Regions from separate parts of the Danio rerio genome. Here region 2 is linked to region 1. Evidence: chromatin contacts called from public HiCAR-type data. All regions are on one chromosome and are shown on one strand. The core of a region is the stretch at or near the end of the contact, and the rest is flanking DNA. Distances in the headings are between cores, read along the strand shown. Region 1 holds the start of cratb (carnitine O-acetyltransferase b). Region 2 holds the start of slc39a7 (solute carrier family 39 member 7).

Region 1 (7,691 bases), core at 1,736-4,235:
AAATGTTTATTTTACTATAATCATTACATAAATATATTATTTAAAAACTAGCGTTACTTTAGGAATATTATGTAAAAATATACAATTAGTCAAATACTCAACAACATTTTATATTTTACCAACAACAAGCAGACTTTACTTGATTATCATATAAGGAATTTGTGCTTTTTACTCAAAAAATAAAAAAAAAGATAAAAAAAAAAAGAAGAAAGTAACTTAGATCTTGTTCTCTTTTACAGTCCACTGTTATTCCAGCTGCTGTGATAAAAGGCCTTGAACCATCCCCGGCAGTCTCCTTGCATGTGATACCGGGATTCCTTCTCTGTATACACAGGCATTAATGAACGATGACCTGCTCATATTTCACATGTAAACACCACTATTTCAAGAAAACCTTGTTGCTTTAGCTGACGTCATTTTTACACTACTGCTAATCCCAGGGGGACCAAATCCCCAAGTCCTGCTTAAGTCAGATAGGGACAAAAACAAAGACATACAGAAGGATACTGTTGCAGAGTTGTAGTGTTTGATAATATAATTTTACATAAACAGGGTTACCTGGTAGTTCCTGACCACAGTAATGTGAGCTGGGCCACGACGTGGGCGTCCATAATGAACAACAAGATCATGTTTGGGTCCTGGGATTCGACAGGAGGAGAACAACTTTGGAAATAATTCCATACATAATGGGTTTCCACGCATGTACTCTATGGCCAGCCTGCCACTGGACGAGAGAATAAATCATATTAAGGTTCAGACAGGCACAGTATGATATATTAAGAAATAACCGCATGCTATTAGTTTTGGCCCTGCTTGACTGAAACATGCAAACACATGTTAGTTAAATGTTAGCGATTAAATTAGCACAAGTGCTCTGAAATAAATGTGTTGATCTACCATTGTAAGCTAATGTTGTAAATAGATTTCAGACATAAATTCAAGTAACAAACCTGTCCACTTCAGCTTTGAAGTTGAGCACACCAGCTATTAACTTTGATGCGAACCTGCACAAGACACAATTTAGGTATATTGACGTGAAACATACCTTATAGATTGAAATAATTATACTGTCCTTAATGCTTCAGATACTGAAAAACACATTTAAAATGTGCAATATATTATTTTAGCACCATTTGAATGGAAAGTAAAAAGTATGAGGACTTTCCTATTAGTAATTCTATACGGACGTTTGTTTAAGTGTGAGGAATCTAAACCGTTACATACACTAATTGACCTCTCCAGTCTGTGAAGTCACGTTTCGGCAAAGAAATGGCTGGATTTGAATGCACTGCCAAAGGTTGCCTGCATTCCAGGTATGCCCACTGCACCCACCAATCTGAGATCTGGAAAAGATAAAACAAAAAAAAAACAAGCAAAATATATGATAGTCTTTGTACTTCATTTGTGTTTCAGCAAAACATCTTCACAAGCTCACAAGGCTGGCTCCACGAATAATGTCATTGGGCTAAATAAATCTATTTCTGTCATACTGATACGTACAAGACATTGTTTAAAACAGTAAATGGTTTACATTCACTGGTGTAACCAACTCTCACGAAAACAAAAGATTGTTCCCTTGTAGATTGTTCCCTCCCCACTCAGAGGCATCACAGTTGCAGTGCATGATATGTAGCTGTTGTCAATGCTGTCATTTAATATTACTTTAATATTCAAAGTTAACTTATGGGTGAACACACACACACATTATATATATATATATATATATATATATATATATATATATATATATATATATATATATATATATATATATATATACTTCTGACCAATTCACAGTTGAATAGCTATCCAATCAGAACAATATGCACGCATTCATGCATGAATATATATTAACTTTTATGGAAATCAATGGCTATAGTTTCAACATTCCTGAAACTATCTTCTTTTGTGTTCAACAGAGAATAAACACGGGTTTGGAACAAGTGAAAGGTGAGTAAATCATGATAGAATTATAGGCAATTTTCACGGATGTAACAATAACGTACACATAATCGTCCCTAAAAAATAACTGGATTTATAGTAAAGGTCCTTAGTGAAACAATAATAACATTTAATGTGTAATATAATCCAGCAATTATGTATGTACGTTAATGCTGGATATCCAAATAAGCTTCAAACTTACTGTATTAGATGAGGATATGTAGTTACCAAGGTAACGTTGGCCTAATTTTGTTTAATAATACATTTGAGTCACGGCTTATTCAGTGCTGTTCTCACCCAGTTGTGAGAATGTTTTGCTCGTTTAATCAGCTCTCTCTGCAGGCTTTCCCCAAGGCCTCCAGCGCATCCAAACTCCTGCACGATCCTGCGAGTGTGTTCGAGCTCATCTTCCGGCAAAAGTGGCTCCAGAGCCGCCAAGTAGCGCTGCAATGTCTGGCCGAGAGGAGGAACCGGCTGGTACGGGACCGAGGAGTGGGCCTGCCTCAGCACGGCCTGGCGAACACAAAGTGACTAAAGGTGAGATATTAGTTTTCATTTAAATAACTTATACTTACTAAGTCACTTCCCTTATACTTGTCTTTACTCTAAAAGTAGTTTGCGTCTGTAATTACGTGCATAAATCATTGATTTTACTTAGTTTTTCAAATAATCAATTTCGTCAAAACGTCCATGTGCCAATAAAATCATACAATAACGTTATATGCCTACACACAATAACGTTACTTACCCTCATCATGAATGAAGAGCAGAGCCTTGCAGGTATTCTCTTTAAAAGCATTTTTCTATGCTGTTTATAACTTACGACGAAATATAAAACTAGAATATACGATTGTGCACGAGGTCCAGTTTTTGGTATTATAGAACCCTGACGACTTCTTAGGCAAAAAAGAAAACAACAAAAACTTCTAACAGTTGAAGCATTTTGGTCAGTTAAAAGTCGTCAAAGCTCGGGTGTGTACGATGCAACACATGTTTAGTGTTTACAGCCGTGTTTTTCGTATATATTCGCATTGAGGAAAAGAGTACGTTCATTCCAGTTGAAAATATGCAGAGGCCAGCGGTATTTTGTTTGCTTGCACGTCTAGTCGTATGTTTACGGTACGGATGCTGGGAGCGGTCAAAATTGATATTAGGCTTTGCCTAAAACTTTTCTGTTGATTGCCATTCACAGTACCCTAAGTTATTACTGTGCACAAACAGACAGACATATATAGAAAAACATTTGGATTTTTTTAACTTACCGTTTTAGAGAAAAGTAGCATAATCAAGCCACTTGATTACAGTTTTGTTACATTTTGTTTGGGGGGTGATTTACTTTTCATTTTCTCAAAAAATTTACAGTACATTTAATTTAAAACTAATGCCAGGGCCTCACAATGGGTCATGCAATTTCTGAAAAATGATGAAATTTAAAATGGTCTATTCCAGATATTGAAAGTCAGGAATTGTATATTTATATTTTGTCCAAATCGTGGTTGTCAGAAATAGCAGTTTTCATATGTAGGCTATCATATGGTTTGTCGATTTTTTTCATCTTTTGCCTGTTAGACTATTTTAAGCACCATTTTAAGGCAAACGAGCCAGTGAAATATTAATTTCAAGAGCTTTGGCTAAAATGACCACCAGGCCACCCTTATGTAAATTCTGGCCACTCAAATAGGATTTTGCTGTTGATATTATAAATTTAAATCTACTTGCAGAAATTTACAATATTTCAATTTCAATAAATAAATAAATAGCAGCCACTAAGTTTTTGTGGATTGATTGGTGCCACTGACATAACTGATTTACTGCTCCTCCCAGATGAATGGCAATTTAATATTTACCTTAAGATATCAATATAAGAAGCTGTTTTAATAATATTAAAAAAAGGAATATGGATAAATTATATTATTAGGGTCTGTATAGTAAGTGCGTGTGCATGTTGTATTGTCTTTTGTTCAGTTTGTTAATTTGTTTGTTGTTAATCTTTATTAATTTTAGACATGGCATATAATGCATAGTGTACAATAAAAGTATGAAAAAAATAACTGAAAAGCTCTTTATATACATGTAAAGTGTTTTTAAAACTAAATACTGTTTTTTATTTGGTTTGCATGAGTACTTCCTGAATTATTTTAAGGAATAAATTGCATTATTTCAATAGCAATTAATTAAATGAACTAAAACCACATTATTTACCAGAAACAAAAATATAACATTACACTGAATTCATTATTTTTGGTGTGCCACCCCAAGATTTGGTGTGGCGTCTTCTGGCCACCCCTAAAAATATTTTCTGGGGGCACCACTGATGACCACTTCAAAGCCTGGTTGTTAGATTGCTTTTCTTTCTTTGTTTTCCAAATCTGAGGATAATTATAATAAATTATATTTTTGCTCTCATAATGACTATTACATTCAAGCAAAATAATGTTCAGGCTCCGATATTTATATGGATAGGTTTACATGGATATTTAGCTTTATAGTCAGGGAAAGGTCTGGAAATTTGACAGTTGCCTAAGAATACCCTGTACATTAATAGTTAAGGTCATCGGAAAAGGAATAATACTTATAAGGGTCATTCCTGGTGTTCGGTATTATTCAGCTTGAGCAAACTAATTTTTAAAAGTGTATTTATTATATTTTTAAATAGCCTACATAATTAGGTACAATTTAAACTTTCAAAAAATCATATTTTTCCACCTCAGGCATTAAAGCCTTATATTATTTTCTATTTTATTCTTATTTGTCACCCATTATTCTCAACCCTGTAACGGACAAAACTGAGTTGTTAATGGCTAAAATATAACATTTTTGATAAGTTTTAGATTTATATGCGATTTAAGTTACAATTATACAATTTACGCATTCTGTGGACTCTTTTAAATTTAAATTTAGTTTAAATTTAGATGTCTAACCCAAACCACATATTTTTAATGTTAGGCCTTAACATGGTGGTTGGTACTCACCAATAATTTTTTCTATATTTAATTGTTTTCCTTTTATTATTTTCCAAAAAAAATAATTTCACAGGTTTGAGAATACAATGACGGGGTTGAAGACTGTAATAGGGTTGAGGGGACACTTTAATTTAAATTTGTTTTAATTAATTTGAAATTATATCTAAGACTTAACCAAAACACTTATTTATCTAAGTAAAACATTTAGCAAAGGCATTAATCACACTGAGATGAAATTAAACTTCATTAAACCAAATACAGTCAAAATTCAAAAAAGTAAACTGCTGCAAGTAACTGGACCGTTAATATAACCTTTAAAAATTCTAATAAAGGCCTATGTTACCAAATATATTGCTGAACAGAACCTACAGTAAACAGGAGCAACAGATAAATTGTCATTATTTGACACGATAAACATTATTTCTAGGAACATAAATAAAAACTGCAGCAGAAAGTTCTGCAGCAGAGTTCTTCTTAATGAAATTGTTAATGAAAATTCTTAATAATAATAATAATAAAATAAAATTATATAACCAGATGGGGTGGTATGAATATTTCAGAAACTGCTGATCTACTGGGATTTTCATGCACAACAATCTCTAGCGTAGAAAATTATATAGTGAGCAGCAGTTCTGTGGGCGCAAATGCCTTGTTGATGTCAGAGGAGAATGGCCAGACTGGTTTTAGCTGATAGAAAGGCAACAGTAACTCAAATAAGCACTCGTTACAATAGAGTTCTGCAGAAGAGCATCTCTGAACACACAACATGTCCAACCCTGAGGCGGATGGGCTAGAGCAGCAGAAGACCAGGGGATTCAACCAGTGATTCCTAAACCTTTTGATACTGTAGCTTAACCCTCTTTATCTATATTGAATTATGCCCTTAATCACCCCTTCTCTAAAGTTGGGTAATTGTCACATGACATAGAGATAAACAATTTTTTTTTTACTTTACATGTTCTGATTTTAATAGCTTTTCATTAATTCATGATGAAACTTGTGACACAATCAATATAAAATCTGCTGCTGGTACGGGTGCCATGTCTGACATAAAATTGTGTCAAAGTTTAAGTGAAAACACTGCTTCAAATATTCTATCAGTGACAAAAAGTTACAGTAAGTATTTATTTACTGAAATGTTTTTTTTTATTTAAAATTCTTGATAAATTAGGTCAATATCTCAATCCTGTTACTAGTTTACAACCCCAAAACATTGACATAATGGGGTTGAGTGTGATGGGGTTGAATTTTTGAAACAAAATTACCTCTGCTCTTCGTGTGGTTTAAAAGAGAAGGGCCACATGGCAGCAATTAAAGCCTTCTTTTGCACCATGCTGTTAAAGAGAGCTGAATAATGTCACTTTCTGTCTGTGATGTTATATAAGAGTGGGGTCTAAACTGCTATAGGTAGAGAATTGCTGGCGTGATGGGGTTGAGTTTATATTGAGGGACATAATTTTGTAGCCTGTTTTTTTTATATTAAAAAAAATCTTATTTTTGTATTTAAATTTATTTATCACAAAAGAACACAGATAAACAGTTGTAATACAGAAAAAATTTAGACTGTGCATTTTATTAATTTTTTTCTACATGCAATTTCAAAGTGCCTCAGGGACATGACAAATAGCTTGGTTTGTGACAGAAATATTATATTTTTTATTCTAAAAATTATTTTAATGTAGAAATCTTGTTGATTCATTATAATGTACAAAGTAAATCAATGAAAAATGTTTTTAAAATGTAATTTTTCAAAAAACACTTTAAAAATTTGGGGGACTGAAATATTATTATTTGCCAGGAATGACCCCTAAAATACATTTTAAAAATAACACATTAGACATGATGTAGGCCTATGAGGATTACTGGACAAGCAAAAAAAAAAAAAAAAAAAAAAAACAAGCCAAGGGAGAAAAGTGTGGCAACAGGACGTCAGCAGAAGACATACAAAGAAGGCTATATACACATTACCATTTTTGTATGCACAGTTCACCTGTGCTACAATTAGAAATGGGGAAAACAGGAGTCCCTGAGGGACAAATTCTAAAGACTATCAAAATATAAAAAATATAAAAGAAAATATTTTAAATCTGTGTTAAGCTTAAAAGTCAGAGTGAAAGAATGCATCAGTTAGAACAAAAAAAAAAACTAACACTTTACACACACCATCCTTTGGCTTAGTCTCTGAATTCGCCACAGCGCAATGAGCCGGATGCAGTTCCAGCCACAATACAGCACAGGGAAACATACACTCCCTCATTTACACAAAGCTTCATTTACTATGGCCAATTTAGTTTACCAAATTCTCTTTTTACCTTTTTACCAATTTACCTTACCACATGTCTCTGGGCAGTGGGGTAAACCGGACACCTGGAGGAAACATGTTAAGTCTTGGTGCATTAACTAATGTTATTAAGCATAAATTTGGATTTTAATAAGGCATTATTAAATGTTGAACTATGATTAATAAATGCTGTACAAGTACCATTCACACTTTATGTTAGTAACATTAACTAATGAAACCTTATTGTCAAGTGCGACCCAAAAAACATACATTCAAAACAACATGAGATTGAGCAGTTAGAGTAAACCTATTATTTAAGTCTTTATTTACATTGTGAGATAACAGTTATTTATTTCAAAGCTATTTATTATAGCACTATCATCGTGTGCACCTACTCTAAAGAGTTTAGGATGGATGCAAGAGTAGAGCATACTGCATAAAAACAACTGGACATTTACAAACTATATCAAACCAGTTTTAACTGGCCTGCCACATTTATGTTCCCA
Region 2 (7,691 bases), core at 3,009-5,508, 91 kb before region 1:
ATTTTGAATTTAACACTATTTAATAGTTACAAACTAAAATGAAGGAGTTTTTTGATAACTGAAAATAAATATTTGATTTACAATATACCTTTATTGATGCCCTGTTTTTAGGCTTTATTGGTGATAATGGTCAGGAATGTTGGACCATTATTTCCTTTTTAACTTATAAGTAGAGGACAAACTAGCCAGACAGTAATGTGTGAATTGTTGAGTGGGCTAAATAAAAACATCAGTATTTTTTAGTAAGTGTACTTATTATTGCTTTTATTCTTACCACAATAAAAAATATAACTGTACCCATGTTCTGTTGTCATTAATATTCACTTTAATAGGTAGAACTCTGAGATATATTAACTAAAGCAAGTGATGCATCAAAGTTTGACTTAACAAATCGTTAAATTGTTAAAAAAAATCTTTATAATCATTCAAATAAATTAGTAAATGAATAAAAAAATAATTATAACTGAACGATATTGATGATATGAAGCAGTTTCGGAAACTTCCTACTCTGTTTATGCGGCTGACCTTACAGAACATCACAAGAGCGATTGCTTAATAAAAAGAATAAAAGTCTCGTCCATTTCGTGAGGTGACCGCGCAGTCAGCGGAGGTCTGCAACACGGCACCAGGTGAAAGTATAAATGAGCCTTAAAGAGAATTGAGACACCCTTACCCTTTCACATGAACACACAAAACGAGGGGTACGGGTAAGGAAAAGGGCTAAGGGGTAGAATTGGGATTGGGCCAGGTTATGTGAGACAATATGTTACTATGGATTGACCTCTGTCCAGTCACTTACCCAGTGCATGAGGAATGAGATGAAGGAATGCATCTCCAAGCAAACCACCAGATGCAAAACTCAAGAGCACTTTAAGCAGGTTCTGGTGCTGGTCAGTGTTTGACTGTACTGGAATGAGGAAGAGTATCAGAAATGGTGCAGCACTAATGAGCAGGGTGGCTCCAATGGCCTATAAAAACAAAGAAAGAAAGAAAAAAAAAAGCTTAGTTTCTTAAAGCCATGGTTGAGATCTAGTCATCCACAGTGTTTCTTTAGACCAATTAAACATGGCACTCATAATTTTCAACAGCATCTTATTTCAATAAAATGACTTTTGGAACATGTTTTGGTCAATGTTATAGCAATCTAAACTTTGACTGACATTTTAATCAGCAGATTATTTTCTTCAATTTTAAATCATCCAACACTTTATAATATGGATGGGAAATTTGGCCTAAAATCTAAATTTTTATTCGAATAATGAATAATTATTTTATTTTTTATTTTATGTTTTTGCCCTCATAGTTCACTGACAAGTTTTATTTTATTTGTATTATTTATAGCACTTCAATGCTAAACAACTAAAATTAAAATGCACATACCCTAAAATGCGGTTCTCTGTGCCACCCACCTTCATTACCGCTACCAAACCAACCAACCACAAAGCTTGCGTTAAACGTCGTTATGACATGCAAGTACTTTTTTTTTTGAGAGGTGAACGGGTATGTGAAGGCTGCTCTGGACTGTACACGTGCCCTTGACAGAAAAATAATAATTATAACATAAAAAATTATAAATCATGATATAAAAAGTAGAATTAAGCCTTAACAGCGTGACTCCACACAGGGTAGGAAAAGAAAATGAAAAAAAATTGACCTAGAAAAATGTGATCAATTATAGGTTCTGAATGACTATTTCGATTAATCACCCAGCCCTAGTTTATAATCTTGCATGAGCCATATAAAATACCATCCAAAAGATCACACAATTAAATTTAAAATTACCCAGGCATATAAGAATTTGTTAAGAAAAAAAAAAAAAAACATTAAAATGTAAATAATTTGTAAACCTGTTTTTTTCTTTGCTCCAAGTATCTGCCCTGGACTATTCTGTTGTGGTTAATCAGTTTATACCACTATACCATGTTGTATGATTATTGAGTTATTAATAAAAGATAACACATTGTTTAACTGTTTAATTATGAACCAATTAAAGAATAATTTGTTAACTTACAATACTAGCAAACACATTGTTTTTAAGTAAACAAGTCACCGGTTTTAAATAAAAATAAATAAAATCATCTTGCTAATAATTAAAAAAAATAAATAAATCGACTAATACTATGAATTGAGTATTTGTATTGTTTCCATGTTTATGTGGAACTATATGTGTATTAAAAATGTGTTAAGATTGATTAGACTTATAATTATAATACACAAACAAAATAAAAAGATATTTCATAAAAGAAGAGTCTTTGCATATGAGCTAATAAAAAGTACTTTTAACAGTATACATTAATGTAAAACACAATTAATAAACTATGAATTATTTATAAAATGATGGTAGGTCAGAAGTACCTTATTACTCTACAATTAATATAAATTGTTATTATAATGTTTTGGCCGGAATAAGATATATTTTTTGCAATATGTGCGTATACAAATACAACCTGTCCATATACCCTATTAAAAGTAATATTGGTGTAAAGAAAATGATTCATAAACTTTGAATTAATTTTGAATAGGTACTAAATATAAAAAAACACTTCACTATTGACATACAGTATCAAATGTTTCACAATAACCCAAGTGGGAATCTATTAATCTGCACTTATTCATCAGCATGTTTCACCTGCATCCAGAGCTCCACCATGTTCCGTTTGCCTGCTTCCACAACTTTCTTCGATTTCTCAGCTCCATGATCGTGTGCGTGTCCATGCTTGTGTGCATGTCCATGATCATGAATGTCTCCATGACTGTGTGCATGCCCGTGATCGTGTGCATGATTATGTGTGTGCCCGTGATCGTGTACGTGATGCTCCTCTTCAGCATGAGGCAGATTAGCTTCAGCACTCCATTTGCTTGCCCCGTGATGCATCTTCGCTCCACCATGTGAGTGACCATGGCATCCACCATCACCATGTCCATGATGATGGTGGGAGTGAGCCAGTGTCTGCTGGGACATTAAAATGCCAACAGCAATCAGCAATAGCGATTTGCTAAAGACCCTCATTGTTCCTAAACAGAAAAAAACAATGTTTTTGAACTCACACAAGCCACACCGAATATTCAGTTGCATTACAATTAATTCACTTTTTATTGCAAGTAGTTATTTGTTCTGGGTAGTTACTTGACAGTCTTTAGGTTACAACTGACAGGTATGAAAGAATGCAAGTAAACTATTTTAACGAGCCAGAACTGGAAATCATTGCTTTTAATGTTGAAGTATGATTAAGCATTTCTTAGCCTTGACTAGTTCTACATGTCTCCATGTTAGAGCAGTTTTGGATAATTTTTGAAACGATCTAGAGGTAAATGTGATGTATATGGTCAAAAGCATCATACACACAAAACTAACTTCAATTGAATAACTATGATAAAAAATACAAGTTAAATGTAAACTGCATGAACGCTAGTGTAAGATAAAAATACCGCAGCTGACATACTGCAGAAAACTCTACACCACAACTCGTACATTGAGCTAGTAAAATTGCAGACAGTATCCTGAAATCACACGAGTCACTTCCTACAGTTAGCTCCGCTTTGTAACAGAATGCTAACAGTAGGAAGGGATCCCACAAGGGAAGGGATTTTAATTAATGCAAGAAGCCTATACTTTCGGTTAAGCGTTTAAAAGCGGTTCCCATTTAGATAAATGTTTTAAAATAGCAGATCACAACGAAGATAGTCATGACGTATTAAGGATGTCAAATTGATTTAACTTATATTCTGATATTCTCAGCTTTTCCAAAACAACGTATATTTGGAGTATCGACGAATTTTATTAAATTTGCAGAGCCTATCTTAAACCACTAGATATACAGTAATCAAGTCAAAGATAATGTTAAAGATAACAAAAGCATCTGTTGATGATGCATCGACTTCATTCAAACGTTAAAGATGAACTGTGATCCAGACCTCATCACGGTGAATCTGTGCTCTCGCAAAGAATTAACAGTAATCTGCAGCCTTAACAAATAACTGTTAGAACTACCTGAAGTGAACAGACCAGCGACAGTAAGGTTACAGTAAACAAACGATCAGTCTCACAAAGCTCAATGCTCATCGTGCAAATACCTGCTAGTGATGCCGAAAAAACCAAAGCACGCGCCAGTACCGTGCACTGAATAAGTTAGCAATCTGCTAACCGCATCCACGTCTAGCAACGGTATAAGCTGCGAAAACTAATATAAATTAGCTTATTCTGGTAAAGAGTGAAAGCAGTTAAGATGCTGCTCACACTCAAACCGACGTGGCATTCAGTCAACACATTTGATTCCCGCGATACTTTGGAGGTGTGTTCGAAAAGATACAAAACAACGAAATAACGCGAGATTCCAGTCACGTCAAGCCGGATGCGAAAAGTGTACCTCACACATAATCTGAACCATTTAAAAAAAAACTATTTATTATCCGTATTGTTTTACACGTATCACTCATTGTTGTAGGCTGCATGAGTAGACGGGTAAGTCTAATGTAATAATCTGAATATGCTGATACTAACAGCAATTCATCCACCAGAGACAAATGTTTGCATGCACTTTTCCTCTTTAATCATAGTATTCCTGCAGAGGGCGCAAGGGGACTTGCACGACACTAGCTTAACATTTAGAGAAATTTTCAATGAAAAATTTTTCACAATTACTTATTCATTACTTACTGTCATGTAATTACTGTCTTGATTGTACTTGCTTTCGTTCTGTATTTTATCTGAGAGTTATTAAAACATGAGTTGTAATTAAAAAAAGTCATGAAACAATGACCTTAAATCTTGTCATTATGACTCTATACCCCACAACTGGAACTTTTTTGTAATTGCCTTTTTGTTTAGTTTAATTTAAATGGTCTCTTAGCTTTCTCATAATTGTGCCACTTTATGTCACATTGGCCTCAATTGTGTGAAGTCACATTCAGCACAAGACATTGCATTTGACATAAGATGTATAACCGTTCATTCATTTATTTTCCTTTAACTAAGTCCCTTATTTATCAGGGGTTGCCACAGCGGAATGAACCACCAACTATTCTAGCTAATGTTTAACGCAGCGGATGCCCTTTAAGCCGCAACCCAGTACTGGGAAACTGAAGGACCCCTTTTAGTCCTGTTCTATTCCCTTCTCTGCTCTCTATGTTTTTATGTCTTCTACTATCATATCTTTTAAAAATATTAAATTATGTGATAAACATTTAAACAAAGAAAGAATTTATAATAATAGTGGTTTTTGAAATACATTTTTATAATTCGCAATAAGAGATAACTGCATGACAGTAAACAGAAGTCCACATATTCTGACTACTCTTTTCTGAAAACCTAGTCTCATTTGTGTCTATATTTATTAATGCAAAAATGTAGGATCTGGGAAGCAAGTAAGAAAGAGCAGAACAAAGCTGAAAACCTTTTGACTTGCTCAGTTTATATACATATGGGATCAGAATTAAATCTTTCTCGTCCTAATTCATTTTACTCTTGTCTAGTTTTGTTTCATATTTACAGAATACCTTTTACCCTAATTATTTCCTTATTTACGCTAAAAGAATGGAAGTGAAATGTGACAACATGCCCCACTGGTAGAGGCATGCTGTAGCATGTCATTTGACAGATTAAAATGTTAACTGATTAAAAAAATAATAATTAAAACGCCCCAAAGTGGCTCAATGATATTTAAAGCCGGTGACTGGGAGGGACATGGAAGCTCTTAAACTTCACTTTCATGTTCATCAAACCACTCTGTCACCAGTCTGAGAGGGGTCTGGATGCAGACTTGGTGCACTTACAAGGTGAGCTGCATACAGTGTTATTAATGCTCATACTTAACCCCACCCCTCACAGTGACTCCACTAGCTCCATTAAGTGCATTGTGTTTAATATTGCATTTCTGAAATATGTAGTCTCAGTATGCAAATCCAAGTCTGCATCCTGATAGGTATTAACCAGTCTTGCTGTGTGTATTGGTGCATTACCATCCTGATACATTGCGCTGCCTTTAGCATACCATGCTTAATCATTGAGTGCACATGGTCCTCCAGAATGGTTCAGTTGTCCTTGGTAGTGATGTGCCCATCTAGCATTGTAGTATTGGGCCCAGGGCAATGCCATGATATTGCAGCCCAAATCATCACTGATCCATCCCGTTAGGGGACTCTGTCACTTCGATCTTGTTTATTTTTGTTTTAGTGGCAGATTCCAGACACTAGTCGTGTCTTGTCATAAATGACGTGCTCTGTTTAAGTTTATATTTCCTGTCTTTTTCCATGTCTTTGTTTTTGTAATGAGCGTGGTCTCGGTTGTGCTCTGGCCATGCACGCTCTTGTGTCTCATCAGAGAACAATGTATGTTTCACATTGTCCACAGCCCAAGATTTCTGCTGCTGGCATCTTTGGCATGAGAAACCAAAGGTTTAGCTAAAGCAGCCCACCCATTAATATTTACCCTGTTAAGCTCCCAATTAACAGTTTTGGTGAAAACAGGACAGTTAAGGTGCAGATTAAATTCTGAAGTGAGTTGGGCAGCTATGGTTTTATGTATTTTGCATACAATTTGGGTCCCATGCGGACATCTTTTTAACACAGCTTCCTTTTGTGTCCACCTGCTGGATGCGGTTCATCCTTCTTGGTGGTTTGCTGACAATACCCTGGATGTCATGGCTCTTGATGCGCCAGGCGTACATCAACAATTGGTTCTCTTTTGATCTCTGATATGTCACCCATAATGTTGTGTGCATTCCAAAAATTTTAAACAAAATAGTGCTATTACTTCGCTTAAACCTTTGCACTCTGCTCTTACTGGTGAAATTTGCATTCAATGAAGATTGGCCTCCAGGCGGGTCAAATTTAGCCATGAAACCTCCAACATTGCATTGGCCAGTGTTTTAGTTTCATTGTCCAATCACTGTACACACACACACACACACACACACACATATATATATATATATATATATATATATATATATATATATATATATATATATATATATATATATATATATATATATATTTATTTATATATATTAAATAATATATTATATATATTAATTATAAGGTTCTATCTGAATGATTTTGAGATATTGAGCTTCAAAGTTTTTGCAGTCCATTTAGCAAACAGTGTGTGTGTAACAGTTCTCTTTCATACATTAACATGACAGAAACCCTAAGGGCTCTCTAAATGTAAATTATCAAAGTTTTCTTACATTTGCAATTTGGAGTAAAAAACCATGGTAAATGCAGATAGAAGCTTCTTATTCTGAAAAGTCATTTTCCGATTGGAATTATAAGGTTCTATCTGCCAGAAATTTATCAAAGCATTGCTTTTCAAAAAAATACAATACAAAAATAAGTCCAAATACATGCGGTACAGGTGAATTTGGTATGCTAAAATTGGCCATAGTGTATGTGTGTAATTGAGTGTGTATGGGTGTTTCCCAGAGATGGGTTGCAGCTGGAAGGTCATCCGCTGCGTGAAACATACCTGTATGCTGGATAAGTTGGTGGTTCATTCTGCTGTGGTGACCCCAGATTAATAAAGGGACTAAGCCGAAAAGAACATGAATAAATGAATGAAACGGCAAGAAACGGCAAGAAATACTTCTAAATCATCACATTGACACACATCTCAATTCTGTGTGGTGCGGTATTATTTAGCTGACTCTGATTTTGTGTGAATTTGTCTTTCTGGTGTTTCCCGCTGACAATGG

Evidence for each region. HiCAR-type assays count read pairs that join an accessible place to other places.
Region 2: a contact with region 1 is called in a HiCAR-type map of caudal fin, with 3 times the contacts expected there. The contact joins the promoter of slc39a7 here to the promoter of cratb in region 1. A contact is called at or near these places in 3 of 4 datasets of contacts at active chromatin or transcription factors (caudal fin, embryo and gastrula embryo).

Annotation. Positions count from the first base shown.
Region 1 is chr19:21,058,237-21,065,927 of GRCz12tu, reverse strand. It overlaps cratb (carnitine O-acetyltransferase b), which reads right to left and starts at 2,985. Exons shown (of 15, transcript NM_001004594.2): 1 at 2,690-2,985; 2 at 2,239-2,454; 3 at 1,225-1,343; 4 at 951-1,004; 5 at 559-724. The coding sequence starts at 2,740. It overlaps ddah2 (DDAH family member 2, ADMA-independent), which reads right to left. Exons shown (of 5, transcript NM_001100065.2): 5 at 7,494-7,691.
Region 2 is chr19:21,150,327-21,158,017 of GRCz12tu, reverse strand. slc39a7 (solute carrier family 39 member 7) reads right to left here and starts at 4,258. Exons shown (of 8, transcript NM_130931.3): 1 at 4,075-4,258; 2 at 2,630-3,015; 3 at 800-968. The coding sequence starts at 3,010. It overlaps LOC141379056, which reads left to right and starts at 4,329. Exons shown (of 2, transcript XM_073931631.1): 1 at 4,329-4,462.